Linked DNA regions of Pan troglodytes: all the other regions are linked to region 2. A link is a contact called in public Hi-C and HiChIP or PLAC-seq data. All regions are on one chromosome and are shown on one strand. The core of a region is the stretch at or near the end of the contact, and the rest is flanking DNA. Distances in the headings are between cores, read along the strand shown. Region 1 holds the start of P3H3 (prolyl 3-hydroxylase 3). Region 2 holds the start of CHD4 (chromodomain helicase DNA binding protein 4). Region 3 holds the start of LAG3 (lymphocyte activating 3).

Region 1 (3,094 bases), core at 572-3,071, 220 kb before region 2:
AGGAAAAGGCTGGTGGCAAGACAGGGGTGGGGCTGGGATTCTCACCCAGTGTGGGGGCGTCTCCAGGTCCCGGAAGCTCTGGGGCCGAACTCCCGACATTCGTCTGTACTTAGCCATGTCCTCCCGCATCTGCAGGTGCATGGGGTTTGCTACAAAGAAGGTGTGTGCTGCCGCAGCTGCCAGATCCAGCTTCTTCAACTGAGGAGGCGAAGGGAGGAGGGCATCAGAGCCCTGGGACGGGGGGCAGACCTCTGCCCCCTGGCCAGCCTCCCCACCCTACCCCAGACACACACTCTGGGTGCCCCAGAGCCTCATGGAAGACTGGCCAATCAGAACCGCCCACCGCCCAAACTGCAGACCCCCTAAGAGGCCAGAACGTTGGGACTCTCAGAAGGCTGGCACCGAGGGAAAGGGGATCTAAAGACGTCGGAGTTGGGTGGGACATGGGTCTCAGGACTTCAGGACCTCAATTTGGGAGACCAGGTGGAAGTGATGGCTTAAGTGAGGTGGGGAAGTGGGGGAGACCTCAGCGACCAGCAAAACCCGCAGGTCTCTAGGACCCTGAGCTGAGGTGAGTACAACCGGCGCCCCGCTTCCCCAGCCACGTAGGCAACTGCTGCGGTACCGGCGGCTGCGGCGTGCTGTCCCCTCCCCGCCCGCAGAGGTCTGGCCTCGGAGGACCCCAACCTGGCCTCCGTCTGCTCCTTCCTTTCCGAAGCTACCTCCTGCCCCAAGCGAAGGTTCACACTCACCACCACCCCCGACACACACACACACCCACGCACACTTCCCGTCCGAGAGCCGGTTTCGCCCCCACCGCCTCCGCTTCATTCCTAGGAAGAGGCGGCCCGGTCCCTCCATCTTCGATCTGCTCCCGTCCCACCTCACGACCTCCCCGCCCCATTCCCATTCTGCTCGCACTCCCCCTCGGCTGCTCCTCTGCGATCTCAAGAGGTCCTCGCGGTCGCTTAGCCAGCTCCTACGCAGAGGCCCGCGGTACGCTCCCCAGCCCCGTCCGGGGCCCGGGCAACAGCATTCCGCCTACTCCTGGGCAACGCAAAGTAGGACAGCGTCGTGGTGAGGGCTGGGACCCTCGGAGCTGCCCGGCCCGCTCCCAACCTGGTAATAGGCCCTCTGCAGGTAGTTGTAGGGCTCCCGACGGCGGAAGGCGTCCCGGAGCGCGCTCCCCACGCGAAGCCGCGCCGCGCCCCCGGGGCCCAGCCTCCGTGCTGCGCACTGGGTCAGGCAGTCTGCGCGGCGGAGCGCTGCACGGAGAAGCTGTCGTTCCCAGGACCCCTGCGTGGGTCCCGGCCCGGAGTCGGGCTCCGGGGCCCCGAGAAGCACGGCGGGGAGCGCGGCGCCCGGATCGGCCGCGCAGCTCGCCCCGCAATCCAGCCGCACCCGGCCCAGCGCCGCCTGGCTCCGCAGCGCCTCCCGCAGCAGCGCCACGGCCGGCGCCCAAGCCCCGGCCGCGTAGGCGCGCAGCCCGTCAGCGTAGAGCAAGTCGGGGGCCTGCGGGGGCGCCCCCGGGGACAGCTGGGTCAGGCCGGGGGGCTCAGGGGACCCCGGGGGAGGCAGCAGCAGCAGTAGCAGCAGCGGCCGGAGGAGCCGGAGCATGATGTCGGAGCCGCCGGCAGCTGAGGGGAAATGCGGGAGCCGAGAGGGAGGGAGAGGAAAGGGGGGAAGGGGGAGGGAGGGGGAGGAAGGAGAGATGGAGAGGCGGAGGGAGAGGGAGAAATAATGAGGGAGGCCAAGAGAGAGAGAGAGAAGATGGGGCTGAGACCCGATGGTGGGAGAGGCCCATGTGAAAAGATGGAGAGAGAAGAGTGCTGAGTGGACAAAGCTGGTCTAGTGTGGAATAAGAGGGAGAAACCGGGAGGAGGAGGGCAAAAGGCGGGAACTGGAGCAGGCCTGGGCATCCATGAAGGATGACTTCAGCCCAAGCGGTGACTTCAGCCCCTGAGGTCTGGAGGTAACTACTGGGGCTGTGTTCCCTCCACACACACGCTTCTGGGTCCAGAAAAAGGAGTGTGGACGCCGATCCCCCCCTCGCCCCCCCCACCCCCCACACACACTCATCCACCCCTGCACTCCCACCCCCTCCACACTCATCCACCCCTGCACTCCCACCCCCCCACACACTCATCCACCCCTGCACTCCCCCCCCACACACTCATCCACCCCTGCACTCCCACCCCCCCAACACACTCATCCACCCCTGCACTCCCCCACACACACACTCATCCACCCCTGCACTCCCCCCAACACACTCATCCACCCCTGCACTCCCCCACACACACACTCATCCACCCCTGCACTCCCACCCCCCCAACACACTCATCCACCCCTGCACTCCCACCCCCCACACTCATCCACCCCTGCACTCCCACCCCCCCCACACACTCATCCACCCCTGCACTCCCCCCCACACACACTCATCCACCCCTGCACTCCCACCCCCCCAACACACTCATCCACCCCTGCACTCCCCCCCACACACACTCATCCACCCCTGCACTCCCACCCCCCCACACACACACACTCATCCACCCCTGCACTCCTTTGGAGAAAGAGCTTTAAAATGCAGCAAGGAGGAGGTGTCCAGCTCCGGGACACTGCGTCAGCCCCAAAACCTTTCCTGCCCATAAAGTAAGCCCCTGCATGGATTTGAGGTTAGAAGGAGAGTTGGGCACTGGGGCTGGAGCCACCCTCTAAAACCACCTCAACAAATCTGAACAGAGATCCTTCATACCCCAACCAACGAAGATGTGTGTCCTCAAGCCCCGCCCCCAGCAGGATATGCTCCTCCCAGCCTTCCCTGTGCGAGGCTGCCTGGTGGAGCATGTGATCATTTCTCCATGTGTCCTTCTGTGCCTCTGTCTGCTGCCCCTGCTCTGTCGTGTCCCCTGTGAGCCACTGCACCCTCCAAGCCCCTTTCCACCGCAGTACACTGGACACTGAGGTTTCCATGGCAACACTTCAGACTTTAATACATATTGCTAGGGGTGATGGAAGCTGAGTAGGGCATCTGGTCACTTGGATGGGAGAGAGCAGGGCCTTCTGAGCCCCAAATCTAGCGCCCGTCTCCCCAGAG
Region 2 (2,700 bases), core at 104-2,603:
TTGGTAATTATTATGGGATGCTGTAGGGTGAATTAGACTTCATGTAAATGTTTCATCTGTCAGCTTGGTATTTTGGTTGGTTGGTGTTCCTCAAAACTTAGGAGCTGGAGGTAAGCATCTGGAAAATACCTAGATTTTGGTGGGACTGGGTGGGGCCCTAGGTGGGCTCCCAGCCCCCGAGTGTCTGGAAATGATGGTATGAGGGAAGCTGGGGTCCCAGACATCAGGAGGCTTTTTGCCAGGATACTACTTTGGCCCAGAAAGGGATTAAGGTGTGTGCAAGTGGGGGCGGGGACAAGGAAGCGTGGGTAGCCTGCCTGGCCCTCCCTGCTCTGGGTGTTAGAATAGACTGACAGCGCCTGGAGATGGGGGTGGGAAGAATATGAATATTATGGGATGCCTGGCTCGAAGGGTATAGGGGTGGTAGAGTGGAGATGAAGCATTATGGGATGTGACACTGGGTTGTGTTGGGAGTATTATGGTATGTTTGGTTGACCACGGGCTCCTTGCAATTATTATGGGATGTCAGGATGTGGGTAGGAGAGTAAAATTATTATGGGATAGCTTTCCAGTGTTAGAGGAAAAGAGATTAGATGTCCATCTGTGGGGCGACAGTAGGGCTGTTGATCATTATGGGTTATCTTTTTGATAGAGGAGGGGTACTTACTATAGGCTGTGGAGCTAGAAGAGGGAAGGCTGGGGGTGATGTGAGCCTCTAGACCCTGGCCTGCAGGGACTGAGGGCAGCTCTAGGGGGTTAGTTATTATGGGATGTCAGTATAGAAAGTGGGAGACCGATTATTACGGGATGTGTGTGGGAGGAGGCCGAGTGTCCGTTGTTGTAGTATGGGGGGGTGAGTTTCTGACTATTATGGGATATCAAACTGGGGGTGGATGAAGGATGGTTATTATGGGATGTCTGTGGGGGATGGGGCTGAATATTATGGGATATGAGGCATAAGTGCTGCGAGGGGTGCTTATTATGGGATGGCCATGGGGAGGGAGGGGTGATGAATTATTATGGGATGTTAGCATTAGGGCCAAGAGTGAAGAAGAAGTTGGCAAAGGATGTCTATTATGGGATGTCTAAGAGGGTTAGTTGCAAAAGGTCTGCAATATTATGAGATGTCAGCAGCCCCTGGCATATGTGTATGAAATGTGGGGGGGCAGGGTGTGTGTGTGTTGTGTGTGTGTGTGTGTGTGTGTGTGTGTGTTGGGGGGGGGGTGTCCGTGTGTATTATGGGATGGCCAGGAGGTGGGCGGTTGCCCAGGTGACACGCGCGCGCGCGCTCGAAGGGGGCGTGGCCAGTGGTTGCCTGAGCGACGAGGGGGCGGGGGTTGCCCGGGAGACCTGGGGAGGAGGGTGGCGGTAGTGGAAGGGGGGGGTTGGAGTTGGTTGAGGTTATTATGGGCTGTCCGTGGGGGGGCGGGGCCTGTGCGGTGGGATTTCCCGGCCGGTGTTTCAGGCCCTTTAAGAGGCGACGCTGGAGCCGGAGCCATTTTCCCCCCTTCGGCCGCGGCGAGGAGGAGCCGGAGCGGGAGTGACACCGAGCCGGACCCTGCGCGACCTGCGGCGGCTCCGGGGTGAGGAGAGCGCGGGGTTCCCAAAGAGACGCCCCTCACGGCCCTACCAGCCCCGAGGGTCATCCCGTCACCCGCCCCTTCCTCAGGCGTCTCCGGACCCGCGGACCGCCCCTTGCCCAGAGGAGCCGACCCTTCCTTTCCTGGCCCTGCAGGGCGCCCGGCCTCCTCCCCAGCCCCCGCCCTAACCCTGCCGGAGTCTTGCTCCCCGCGACCCCCCGCCTCCGGCTTGGTCTCCCACAATGCCCGGCGCCCACCCCCTCGCCCTTTGATCATTTGCCCCCCGGGACACGTGGCCCGGCCCCCTTCCCGGTGGGACGCTTTCGCCCCCCGCGTCCCTGCCTCCGGCCCCCCGCAGCGCCCGAGCCTCCACGCCCCCTCGTCCCCGCAGCTCTTGAGGAGAACCTGAGTTGTCCCAGAGGACAGCTTTTGGAGAGCTGCCCTGTCTGGGGACTGGCCCCTCCCCGGGCGCAGGGAGGCGCCCCCCCCACCCCCAAGTGACCTTGTGTCCCCGAGCGCCTCGCCGCCTGCGGCCTCCCCTGGCCCCCCCGCGCCGCTGCCACTCGGACCCCCTCCCCCGTCACACCCCGCTCGGTCCAGCCCCGCGTCTCCCCTCCCCGCGCTTGCACCAGCCTGCCCTCGGAGGCGTCGCTCCCTCGCTCCGTGGGGGCGCCTGCCGGGGAGCCGGCTTCCGGGCTACCCCCGAGGAGTGTGGAACTAAGTTCAGCCTGAGCGGTTCGGGTGCCCTGCTAGGGTGGCTGGGGTGGGGGGCGGAAAGAGCGGGTGGGTGTGGGGGAGGGGGACAGTGCGCGTCACTGACTGTTCTGTGTTTCTCCCCCCTCCCCCGCACAGTGACTCGGGCCAGTGTAGAGGGCCCCAGGCCGCCGGCAGGAGCAGCTGGGCCAATTCCCTGGCCGGGAGCGGAAGGGGATGGCGTCGGGCCTGGGCTCCCCGTCCCCCTGCTCGGCGGGCAGTGAGGAGGAGGATATGGATGCACTTTTGAACAACAGCCTGCCCCCACCCCACCCAGGTAACATCTTCCCCAAGGGCCCATGGCGGGAAGGAGGCATCTGGGGCTCTCCCGAGTGACTCGTCTGGTGAGGCAGGGCTGTGTTGCTCC
Region 3 (2,700 bases), core at 94-2,593, 160 kb before region 2:
CCTCCGGGACCCACGCTCAGCACCGTGTAGCGGCGGGGCCTGGGCCCCCAGGAGGAGGGCGCCGCCGGGTGAGGGCCGGGGGCCAGGGGATGGCCGGGGGCGGGAGCGGGCGGGCCACTGGGCGGGAAAGAGAATGGAGTTGAGAAGCTCCAGGGGTAGGAAGCCCGGGAGGATGCAGGCAGCCACCCGTTGAGGATGAGAAAGCCCGCCCCAAGAGTTCTCTTGACCACCAACCGTCCCCTCACGCCCGACCCCTCTGTTGGACTGGCCGCATCCACTTCTGGAGAGAAGGGATGCTGGCGTGAGGGTCGCTGATTGCAGAGCAAGGGCAGGAACGGTGCAAGCGAGGGCAGGGAGACTGGGTCACTGGCTTCAGAGGGAGTGACACCTCAGGGCAGGGGACAGAGGACCGGCACGGGTGTGGGGTTGAGTGCTGGATTCGGAGGTCCTGTTGCCCAAGTTTGGGGTGCATACCTGTCTGGCTGATGCTGCCAAGTGACCCCTGCTCTTCGCAGAAGGCTGAGATCCTGGAGGGGGATTGTGGGGCTGCAGGGGAGCTGGGCAGGAGCCCCCTCCTGGGCCCACACCACCGGGACCTCAGCCCCTGGCTGGAGAGGCTTCACTAGGTGAGCAAAAGAGAGGCCAAGGGGAGGGGGCGTGAGCCGAGAGGCAGGGGTAGAGAAGGAGCCTGGGTGTTTCCCGAGGGAGAAACAGGGTGCAGGAAGAACTTGGGTTTCTGTTTCTTCTCTGCCCAGAGAGGCTTTCGGGGTGGAAGGACTGCCCAAAAAAGGGATTAGAAGAATCCACAGAGCTAAGGACCTCAGGACCTTTGTGGCCACAGAGATCCCTGCTGGTCCCCTCCTGTGGGGCTGGAGGTCAACCCTCCCGCCATCCCCGTTTTACCTGGAGCCACCCAAAGCGGCTGCAGAAACAGCAAGCCCAGGAACTGAGCCTCCCACATCTCTCCTATGGTCTGGGCAGCGCTGAGCCCTCCAAAAGGAGGTCAGAAAAGGAAAGGGGGCAGTGGTGGGGGGTGGGGGGTAAAGGAGAAGTTCTGCAGAGAGGGAGGTGGAGGAAGGGGTTCTAGAAGAAGGGAGACCAGGAGAGGGCCTTGGAGAGAGGATGGGGAGGGATGACCAGAGGCCAGAATCCAGAGGAAAGCTGGAAAGCTGGGCAGATCAGGCAGCCTGAGGAGGTGGGGGCGGGGGTGTCCCAGGGAACAGAGCAGGGCCGTGGCGGAGAGCAGACAGAGCAAAGTGGCTGTCGTGGCTGGGATGCCGTTCTGCTGGTCTCTGGGCCTTCACCCCTGTGCCCGGCCTTCCCTCCACCTTCCCCACTTCCCCTCCTCCCGGCCCGCCCCCCGCACCCCAGGGCTTACGGTTTCGCTTCGCAGTGGAAAGTCTGAGGGGGTTGATTCCCAGCAGCAGCACCCTCCACCTCTCCACCTCTGTGGTGGCGCTCCCCTTGTTTACTTCCTCAGTCCTGGGTCTCCCCACCTCCCCCTCCTCGCCCCTGCCCCACCCTCCAGACTGCTCCCTCTCCCAGGGACCTTCTGCCTCCACGAACCATTTCTGCCTGGAACTGCCCCCTTGCCCATCTCTAAGCTGCCTCCTCAGTCCCAATATTCACACTTCCTTCTTGGCAAGCTCTTTCCTTGTTGCTGAATCTCCTCCCTCGTTCCCTTAACCTCCCAGAACTTCGTGACCCCTTTAGACCTGCCTTTCCACCCATCAGTACAATGTCCCTGGGAACATGGTGGACAGGAAGCTTTACTGCACCCCAAAAAATGGTAGATCTGAGGCTAGGCATGCCAGCTTTGTGGGGCATGGAGAATAACTACATTGTATTGAGGCTTCATTACGTGCTAAGCACTGTATTGGACACTTATAGTAACTCATGAAATCTAATACTTTTCCCCATTGTACAGATGAGGAAACTGAGCTTCCAAGAAATTGTACAATTTGCCAAGGTTAGGGAGTGTGAAGATAAAAGCTGTGAGTGTACCTGTGTGCGTGACAGTGTGTGGTCCTGACCTTGGATGAGTTATGGGCGTCTCCTGGGGGAAATGATGCTGTTGATGAGTCAACACCCCTCCCCACTCCAACTCAGGTCCCCATGCACTCAGAAGCATCCTCCAGTCCAGAGGTTCCGAACCAAGAGGAGAAGGCAAGGGTCATGCGGAGATGGAGAAATGCAGAAATCTTAGAAATCTCCTAACAGAGATCAAGCTCAGGGGAAACAGAGGCAGTGGGACTAGGGAAGGCCCGAGACTGACAAGAGTCATACAACTCCCGCTCCCCAGGGGAGCCCAGCCCAGGGAGAGTTGGAGGGCAGGTGACCAAACATACAGCCGACCTGGGGATGACACGAGACCCAGGATTTCCCTGCTTGACTGGAAGGAGCTCGCTTCCATGCCAGGCAGAGGGCATCTCTGATGCCAGGCAGCTCACTCCAGATCCTAGCAGGCTGAGACCCAGGACTACCAGCCCTCTCCCAGCTCAGGGGCAGGACTTCCTGTTTCTGGGCTGTTTCTCTGTGCCTGGTTCAGCACAATAGAGCTGGTAGCTTTCCACTGGGCTCAGCAGTGTCTAGGTCTTGTGTGGGTTAGCAGGGAAGTGTGTATTGCTGGGGAGGAGCATCCCTGAGAATCCAAAACAGGACATAAGTCAGCTCTCAGAAGAGCTGGGCTCCGGGCCACCC

What was found. Hi-C and Micro-C count contacts between places; a contact is called where the count stands out from the background. HiChIP or PLAC-seq counts read pairs in DNA pulled down with a chosen protein or histone mark.
Region 1: a contact with region 2 is called in an H3K4me3 HiChIP or PLAC-seq map of stem cell-derived excitatory neurons, with 4 times the contacts expected there. The contact joins the promoter of P3H3 here to the promoter of CHD4 in region 2. A contact is called at or near these places in 2 of 7 Hi-C or Micro-C datasets (induced pluripotent stem cells and stem cell-derived neural progenitor cells), 1 of 1 datasets of contacts at active chromatin or transcription factors (stem cell-derived excitatory neurons) and 1 of 1 other capture datasets (stem cell-derived neural stem cells).
Region 3: a Hi-C map of stem cell-derived neural progenitor cells shows a contact between it and region 2, with 1.9 times the contacts expected there. The contact joins the promoter of LAG3 here to the promoter of CHD4 in region 2. A contact is called at or near these places in 1 of 7 Hi-C or Micro-C datasets (stem cell-derived neural progenitor cells) and 1 of 1 datasets of contacts at active chromatin or transcription factors (stem cell-derived excitatory neurons).

Annotation. Positions count from the first base shown.
Region 1 is chr10:14,009,507-14,012,600 of NHGRI_mPanTro3-v2.0_pri, reverse strand. P3H3 (prolyl 3-hydroxylase 3) reads right to left here and starts at 1,821. Exons shown (of 15, transcript XM_016922862.4): 1 at 1,120-1,821; 2 at 46-198. The coding sequence starts at 1,617. It overlaps GPR162 (G protein-coupled receptor 162), which reads right to left. Exons shown (of 5, transcript XM_016922866.3): 5 at 2,964-3,094.
Region 2 is chr10:13,789,868-13,792,567 of NHGRI_mPanTro3-v2.0_pri, reverse strand. CHD4 (chromodomain helicase DNA binding protein 4) reads left to right here and starts at 1,353. Exons shown (of 40, transcript XM_063786248.1): 1 at 1,353-1,583; 2 at 2,433-2,610. The coding sequence starts at 2,511. LOC134807543 (a long non-coding RNA gene) reads right to left here and starts at 2,307. Exons shown (of 2, transcript XR_010148251.1): 1 at 2,218-2,307.
Region 3 is chr10:13,953,683-13,956,382 of NHGRI_mPanTro3-v2.0_pri, reverse strand. It overlaps LAG3 (lymphocyte activating 3), which reads right to left and starts at 1,343. Exons shown (of 8, transcript XM_508966.9): 1 at 904-1,343; 2 at 475-622; 3 at 1-117. The coding sequence starts at 961.